2 separate regions of the Ovis aries genome follow, and region 2 is linked to region 1. Evidence: chromatin contacts called from public Hi-C data. All regions are on one chromosome and are shown on one strand. The core of a region is the stretch at or near the end of the contact, and the rest is flanking DNA. Distances in the headings are between cores, read along the strand shown. Region 1 overlaps LOC121819119 (a long non-coding RNA gene). Region 2 holds the start of SLC38A2 (solute carrier family 38 member 2).

Evidence for each region. A called contact is a pair of places that touch in the nucleus more often than the background predicts.
Region 2: a contact with region 1 is called in a Hi-C map of muscle, with 2.7 times the contacts expected there. The contact joins the promoter of SLC38A2 here to the enhancer-like site in region 1. A contact is called at or near these places in 6 of 16 Hi-C or Micro-C datasets (blood, hypothalamus, liver and 2 more).

What each region holds. Positions count from the first base shown.
Region 1 is chr3:140,056,713-140,060,549 of ARS-UI_Ramb_v3.0, reverse strand. The region is part of intron 1 of LOC121819119 (a long non-coding RNA gene); the gene reads left to right. Among named protein-coding and RNA genes, the nearest start is that of SLC38A2, 78 kb to the left of the region's middle. Within about 2 kb of position 1,494, at least 16 of the 54 cell types and tissues checked have an H3K27ac peak or open chromatin away from gene starts, as enhancers often do. A contact at or near this core is called in liver and muscle, where this site is marked.
Region 2 is chr3:140,133,891-140,138,104 of ARS-UI_Ramb_v3.0, reverse strand. SLC38A2 (solute carrier family 38 member 2) reads right to left here and starts at 1,829. Exons shown (of 16, transcript XM_004006421.5): 1 at 1,556-1,829; 2 at 217-414. The coding sequence starts at 332.

The DNA.
Region 1 (3,837 bases), core at 245-2,744:
ATCTAATCAAAGCTATGGTTTTTCCAGTGGTCATGTATGGATGTGAGAGTTGGACTATGAAGAAAGCTGAGCGAAGAAGAATTGATGCTTTTGAACTGTGGTGTTGGAGAAGACTCTTGAGAGTCCCTTGGACTGCAAGGAGATCCAACCAGTCCATTCTGAAGGAGATCAGTCCTGGGTGTTCATTGGAAGGAATGATGCTAAAGCTGAAACTCCAGTACTCTGGCCACCTCATGTGAAGAGTTGACTCATTGGAAAAGACTCTGATGCTGGGAGGGATTGGGGGCAGGAGGAGAAGAAGACCACAGAGGATGAGATGGCTGGATGGCATCACCGACTTGATAGACATGAATTTGGGTGAACTCCGGGAGTTGGTGATGGACAGGGAGGCCTGACATGCTGCGATTCATGGGGTCGCAAAGAGTCGGACACGACTGAGCGACTGAACTGAACTGAACTGAACTGAAAGGGCCAGCTTTGTCCAACTCACGGTCATTTTCTGAGATTCTGATGATGGAAATTTATATCTTCCAGAAACCTTTAGTGTGAGTGACCAGATACAGGAGGAAGAAAGACTCTATATTGATTGCTGGATTCTTTGTTATTTAGATAGCATCAGGAGAAGACATGGGTAGGCTTTATGAGGGAAGCAGGCAGAGAGCAGTGGAGTTACGAACACAAAGCTGCACAAAACATTGAGTAGCAAAAGCAAAACAAAACCCCCTATCTTCTGAGCTTCTCTTTAAAGTGCTTGTTTACTCTGCCACTCCCTAACCTTGTCCCCTCTTTCTGTGACTTCTTGGATTGGCAAGATTAAGATGGAGGAGAACTGGTAAAATTCTCCCCATTGCTTAAATCATTATTAATTAATCACTCATCCTCTCATGAGAGATGGTTGGAAAGGGGTAGTGCTTTGGAGAAGGTGAATGCGGTGAAAAGCAGAGCTGTGAGAAATCTGTTCCTGGTATTATAGTCAGTACTATAGCAATTAACACACAAAACAGATAATGGTGAGGTTTGCACTGGAGGGCGAGGATGGAGGGATTGAGGGGAAGAGTGTTTCAAAATCACAAAGAAGGATTTTGAATCTTCTCTTCTCAAGGTGCCTCACTGGGCAGAAACCTATTTCCTTGCCGAAAATCCTAGTTTGAGAAAGACTTGTGACAGATCTTACTTCAGAGATCTGCATGGTCTATTCTTTCTCCTGTGTTAGCTTTCTCGTGTTCAGAAGGTCCTTAATATATCTGACCTTCATTCTCTCTGCTGTAACTTAAGCTTATGCCCTCTCTTGTTACTGTTTAAACTGATCCCTCCAACACTCGTTAACCCCCAGAAAGAGCTTTAGACAAAAGAGCCTCTCGGAACACCCTCTTTTGGCCTTATTTGTCTTTGTAATCCCTTTTATAGAGGGCAGGTTATTTGGTTTCTCTTACAATTGGTGTGGAAGCCTGCTCAGCTGCCCACGTCACTCAGCTCTCAAGGGTCACTTTTGTCATCATTCAAATATTGAAACAGGTGGAACCTGCCACCTGTAATGTGAGCCACAGTGGAAAGAAAGTGACTCAGTCCTGGCAGCTCAAGTCAGGTTTGAGAGAAGTGACTGCGGGAATCCAAATGTTTCCTTGTGGCTTTTGCAGCAAAGGGTGTCTGAATGGCTTCCTTCTTGAAGAATGTGCCATTCCAGCGTCATCAATATCACCGGCTTGGTGCAGTCGGACATTCCCCTCTGTAGTCTCCTAGCATAAAGCCTCTTGCCCCGAGCTGGCGGCTGCGGAAGCTGGCCTTCCAGCTCCTGCAACAGCAGTTCCAATAACACAGAGGAGAACTCGGGCTGGGCAGGCACGAGGCGCACACAAAACACAGGGCCTGAGCGGAAGCCTCGGATGAAACTAACAAGGAAAGAACTTTGTTAGAAAACACTTCTGTTTCTCACCTTTTCTTACACAGCTTGATTTGACTGTCTTGTTAACAGTAGTTACATGTAGCTCACTGAATATCACAAGACATACACACTTCTCTGAGCCTCCCTTTTTCTTTCCAGCCTCAGAGCCACTGCTGGGTCACATTAACCCATCCTCCAAAAATGTTCTTGGAATTTGCCCAGGTAGTCTGTCCTGCCCAGTTGTCAACCTGGCTGCTCCCTTATGTGAAGGAAAAATAATCCAGTGGGAAAACACCCTACCATATTAAAGAAGATGTGAGTTATAAGGCAAGTTTCCTAATAATAGTTGGTCTTTGGGAGGCAGGTCCCTTCATCCCCTAGTACCTCCAGTTTTAATTTTGTAGGATAAAGATAAGATGCTAGTCCCATACCTATTATGGACAGACATGCTCTGAAAATAAATAAACGAAGGCATGTCAATCCAAGAACTACTTTGAAGTAAATCCTATGTAAAGTCAGAAAATTGAAGCTATTGTTGCAATGATGTAAGTAGGTGTAAATGCTCAGCAAGTCTTAACTACAGAAACATAAGGAAGTGGAAGAAATGTGGTGTTGTGCCAAAAAGAATAAATGACTGACACCTCCCCCACCCTTTTCTCCTTATTTCCAGGGTGTATGCAAGTTAACATTTTTTCAAGTGCCCAATTCCTTCTTGTGAAGCTTTTGCTAAAACCAGTAAGTTTAGACTATCTGGTGAAAAGCCATATCCTCTTGTTATTGATGTTTTACAGCATTTAAATATTTTGACCTAAATGCTAAAGAACAAAGTCAATTGTTCAACTAAAAAAGGCAGAATGTAAATATTTAGCTTAGGTATTCGGAGTATCTATTTTCACAATCACAATACTTCCTTGCACATGTTTGAGAGAGAGTTGTAATATGGCTCTTTGAAAACCGTGGGAAATTAAAGATGAAATAAAAACCTGACCACAGATTTCCTTCCTCAATTTTAAGTGAGATCTCAATAAGGCTCTCTTATAGTTGGACGTGGACTTTATTAGCTTTTTATGTGACTTCATACTACTTATTTTTGGAAAATAATCATTTCATTTTAACAGAAATGTGGTTCACAGTGGATTAAGTGAAATGTATTTCTTGGAAAGTTAAAAAAAAAAATGTGGTTTCCATTTTACTCCTCTTTGGAGGCATTTATTTCCAGGTCCTGCAGATCATTTTGAACTTGGTAATTTTGTTATCAGCCATTCACTTTCTTGTTTGAACTTTTGATCATTTATTCCAATTTGTTTTAAAGCATATCCTGAATGCTGGCGAGACATATGCATCTGCCTTAATGGTAGTAAGTGGATTTCTACAGCTCAAGTTCTTAGCCATACTGGGGAAGGCAGGCCATGGGCAATAATGAAAATAGTTTATACAGGCAGAAGCCTGCCATGGGCACCACTTGGTGCTAATTACAAGTGTTTTCCATGAATAAACTAATCTTAATGATAACCATTCACCTTCTCATTTTAGAGAGGATGAAACATAGGCAAAGGCGCTCAGCTTTAGTAACATTTTAAAAGATACAGAGCTTTTTAAATGTTGGATCCAGAAGAACAGTATTACACACCTTAAAGTGTTTTTGTGAAAATTAAAGCAGAAAAATCACATAAATTGATAATATTTCAATAAGCATGAAAAAAAAGACCATAGAATTATTATTTATGTGTAATCACACCAAATGACCTCTTTAAAATGTGGCCGCTCTTGGGGATTTGAATCTGCCACCTACAAGCTCTGTGACCTTGAGCAAGTTGTTTCACTTCTCGGTGCTTCTATTTCCTCATCTGTCAACTGAGGAAAGTGGTTGAGGATTAAATGAAACAATAAATACAAATAATTTAGCATGTGTCTGGCACATGAAAAACACTGATGACGTGTTAGCTGAGCCCAGA
Region 2 (4,214 bases), core at 580-3,079, 77 kb before region 1:
ACGCCCCCGCGTTTAGCTGTCACACATTTTAATTTCAATGCATATTAAGTAGTAGTCGACTTTCACACGACCTGAAGGCGTGTTCCCATACAACCAGATAATGTTCCAGAGATTACGCGCTCTCTCCAAATGCTACAATAATTTTAAGCAACAGAATTCTACGTAAAGAACTTCCGATGCACACAAGCCGTTTTTAAAAACGCACACATCTCCCACCTTTTCAGAGCAGCTTGTTTAGTGGGGTAGGAGTAGTTGAAGTCGCTGTTGGAACTATAGCTGCTGCTGTCCTCATCTGGGGAAATATTGAACCTTCCCATTTCAGCTTTCTTCATGTTGGGCAGCGGGAGGAATCGGACGCTGAGAGTAGTGCTGGGTTCCTTTTGTCCTTGGAGACGCACGAGCCCGCGCGGCTGCCTGTGAAGGTAGAGGCGGCGCGTCAGGACTGCAGAGCCCGCCCTGGTCACGTGACACCGCCGGGAGGCGCAGCGCGGCTGATTCATCCCCCGCCAGGCGAGTGGAAAAGTACCAGCCGAGCGCGAGGGGCGGGGGCGCGCGCCGAGGGGCGGAAAAGTACAGACCGCGGAGCCGCCGAGAACAAAGATGGTCCCACCGCAACGCTGCGCCCGCTGAGACTCGCGCCCCCCCGGGACCCTAAGGACCCTCTCCCGCGCAATTTAACGTTTTGCCCTCTCTGTTAGCCCAAGTTTTACGAAAGGGGCGTGGGGGGAGCTCTGTATCGCTTTTCCCGCAGCCTCCTTGGTCGTGCACAGGCACGCAGGGCACACATCCCACCCAGGTATTTGGCTAGGTGTGCGCTGCATGTACCCCAGGCACACAGCTCCCCTTTTCCAGCATTTACAATAGCAATGCCGCGTAATCCTTTCACGCCGGGAGCCCCCAGATGGGAAAATGCCTCTGCGGCAGACAGACTCGAAGGGGGCGTTAGGGCGGACACTAGTTTTCTCCCGAGAAGAGGAGCAGAGGGGGCGCAGAGCGCCGAGGGTTTGTTTACACGCGCACGCCCGTGCCCTCGAGCACACCCGTCCACTGGCATTTGACTCGCAAGCTCTTCGCCCGGCCGGCCCCTCCTATGCCCGGAAAGGAAACTGATGCAATATCGATCGCCGATTGTCAAACGTTCCCGGTATGTCTTCCCCAATCGTGGCCTCTGCTACATTAAAAGCTCGAACCCACATCCGCCCTCCCCCAAATTCCAAGACCCATGGATTTAATTATTTTTATTAACTCAAATCAGTCACCAGACTTGTCGCAGTGGAACCGCGAGCCTGGCTGGCTTCCCCTCCCCCTAACGGGAAGATGCGGCTCCGATCTTGGCGGGCACACGGCCCCCGCGCCGCGCCCCTCCCCCGCCCATAAGAAGACAGTGACCCCCGCTGCAGGCCGGGATAGAAGTCTGGCCAGCAAACCGAAAACGCCCTCCCCGGGAAGAAACGACATCCTCAGCTGCCTTCCCGCCGCGGCCCCTCCCGGAGGCCCCTCCCCCACTCCCGCCCGGTCCCCGCGGCTTTTGCACAGACGCCCCCGCGCGTGTTACCTTGGTGGTCTGGGCTCCTGTATCCCGGAAACAACACGCAAAAGACTTCGGTGAGTTTTTCTCAGTCAACAAAAATCATAAAAACAGAACAAAACGAAAACCCCAACAAGAAGCAGGAAAATAATTTTAATTAAACAAGGAAATGGCAAGTTGCCGCCCCAATCGTCCGGCGTCCGCCGTCTGAAGGGAAAGGCGCGAGTGTGCGGAGCGCGTGGTCGGGCTGCTGGCGGCGGTGCGAGAAAAGCGCTCCGGGACGGCAGCGACGCGCGGCTCTGGAGCAGCGGGGCGAGCGGTGGGTTTTAGCGGGAGGACGCGTCAATGGGCGGGGCCCCAGCCTCCGGAGCTTGCTTTTTTGTATATCAACACCACCTGGGCTCCGCCCCCGGCCAGCCTGGGCCCGCGAGGCCCCGCCCCGCCCCCGCCCCGCCCCCTGCCCCTCTGCCTCCTTGCCCCCCCGCGCCCCTCCCCGGTGGCTGAATTAGGCAGCCCAGCCCCGCCTGCTTCCTCCCCCGCTCCTTCCAGGCTAACTCCACTCTGCCGACTCTGGTCAGCCTGAAAGAGCCCCTCCTCTCGCCCGTGCTTTCCCCTATCTGTCCCTTTCAGCTCAGACTGGTGCCAAATATGCTCTTTCTCCAAATATGCTGGTGTCCGAGTTACCAGCAGGCTTTCCTTTCTCCTCTAGGCTCTTTGGGGACACATCCCGCCCATCCAATGCTTTTCTGCATGCTATTTTTATGATTTACAGGGGGATTGTCTCCCGCACTCTTGGGCCAACGGAGCAACGTAGTCTCCATGGTTAGGTTTTTGTTCTCGTTCTTTCTTCTCGTTCCTAGACCTGCTTTCAATCTTCAGAACTAGCCTGATTAGGTCGGTTGGCAGCTCCATATCGGGATATCCTTTTAGTACGGACACGGAACACCCTATGAAGTGTAAAGCGACATCCTGCCCAGCAAGCCAGACTCTTTGCAAGGGTCCCCAGTGGGGGACTCGGCTCCTCCGAGGGGATGTAGGATCCCATTTTTCCTTCCTGGTCACGTTTCGCTCATTCCACCACCCCGAATGAAGAGCTCTCCTCGCCCTCCTCGCCTTTCTCTCCTATTTACAGAGGCACTGCCTCCGTTGGAATGCCGGTGCTCCCCTTCCAGTGTGGAGGTGTTCTTGCTGAGCCAGGCAACTAGGGGGACCCTTCGCTGTGGAATACTCGGTGCTGCCGGAAAGGCTGGAAACAAAGGCCTCTTAGGAGAGAGAATTGTTGGTTGAATGAATGAATAAACAAACGACCTGACCTACTGCTCTCTTCCTTTTGGAGACGTGGGAGAGACAGAGCAGGGTTGGGTGTGATCACAATTTTTGCTTTCAATGTTTTCCTGAGGAAATCTGTACACAACTGTCTGTTTCCATGACACGTGAGGCTGCGGGTGCCCTTGGCCTGCACCAGTGTGATTGACATGGGAGGACCCGATTCCACTTTACACTCCTTTCTTCCCAACCCCTTCAACTGGTCAGACCAGTCTCACCTAAACAATACTCTTGCTTTAGTACCCAACTTCCCATCGCCATCACTCAGGGCTTAGTCACTGAGCCTCAGGAAGGCTTCCTTCCTTAGTCCTCTTATTGCAAGGGCTGTTTTCTAAACCGTGTGGTGAAAACGTTTTAGAACCTATGCTGTCTTGTACCCAAAATTGTTCACGTTTGTGGTCTTGTCCTACCAGGGAGACTGTGAGCACGCCAGGGCAAGTTTGGCATTTGATACACAATTGTGACTTTCACACAAATTCCCCGATAACACTGATCAACTCTTCTAGACTGGACACCAATCTTAATAGTGGGTTAGGGAGGACTCCTTGAAAGTTCCTTACTGTCAAGTTTCAACTGATGAAAATCAAAAGGTCTTCAGTCACTTCTTCATCCAGTTTAGTCCCCTGCATAGTCTGAAGTGACTGTGGTTGGCAAGTCCTACTCTCAGACTAGTTCTCTTGTTAGTTGAATTTTTTGGTGGTATGTACTATAGTGCATGGGCTTCCTTTGGTGGCTCAAACAGTAAAGAGATGGCTCAAAAGGTAAAGAGGGGGCTCAAAAGGGCTCCAATGCAGGAGACCCGGGGTTCAATCCCTGGGTCGGAAGATCCCCTGGAGAGGGAAATGGCCATCCTCTCCAGTATTCTTGCCTGGAGAATTTGATGGACAGAGGAGCCTGGTAAGCTACAGTCCATGGGACTGCGGAGTAGAACATGACTGAGTGACTAATTTTCACTTCCATTATAGTGCATGCTTAAGGGAACCTTTAAATTTGACGTGTGTGTGTGTGTGTGTGTGTGTGTGTTGGGGGAGGGCTGTAATGTTGTTTTGATTTCTCTATGACAAGAACCTGAACAGTAAATGACAAAAAAGAGGTGGAGGTGCTGAAACATCGATTTTTCCATTGGCAAGTTTGATTCATGTTTTCAAAGGCCAGTCTGAAGCATATCTGATCAGTCAAGTGGCTTCCAAGTGAGGCCTCATGTGTTTGAGATTTTGCCCTTACACTCTGGGCTAGAGTGCATGAGACATAGTACCCTGACCCAATTTCTGGGAAACTAAACTGCCAAATTCTTGTTGGTCAGAAGTGCTACGATTTTGCTCTGTTCCTAAGCGAATGTTTAGCAGAACAGTGCCTTTCA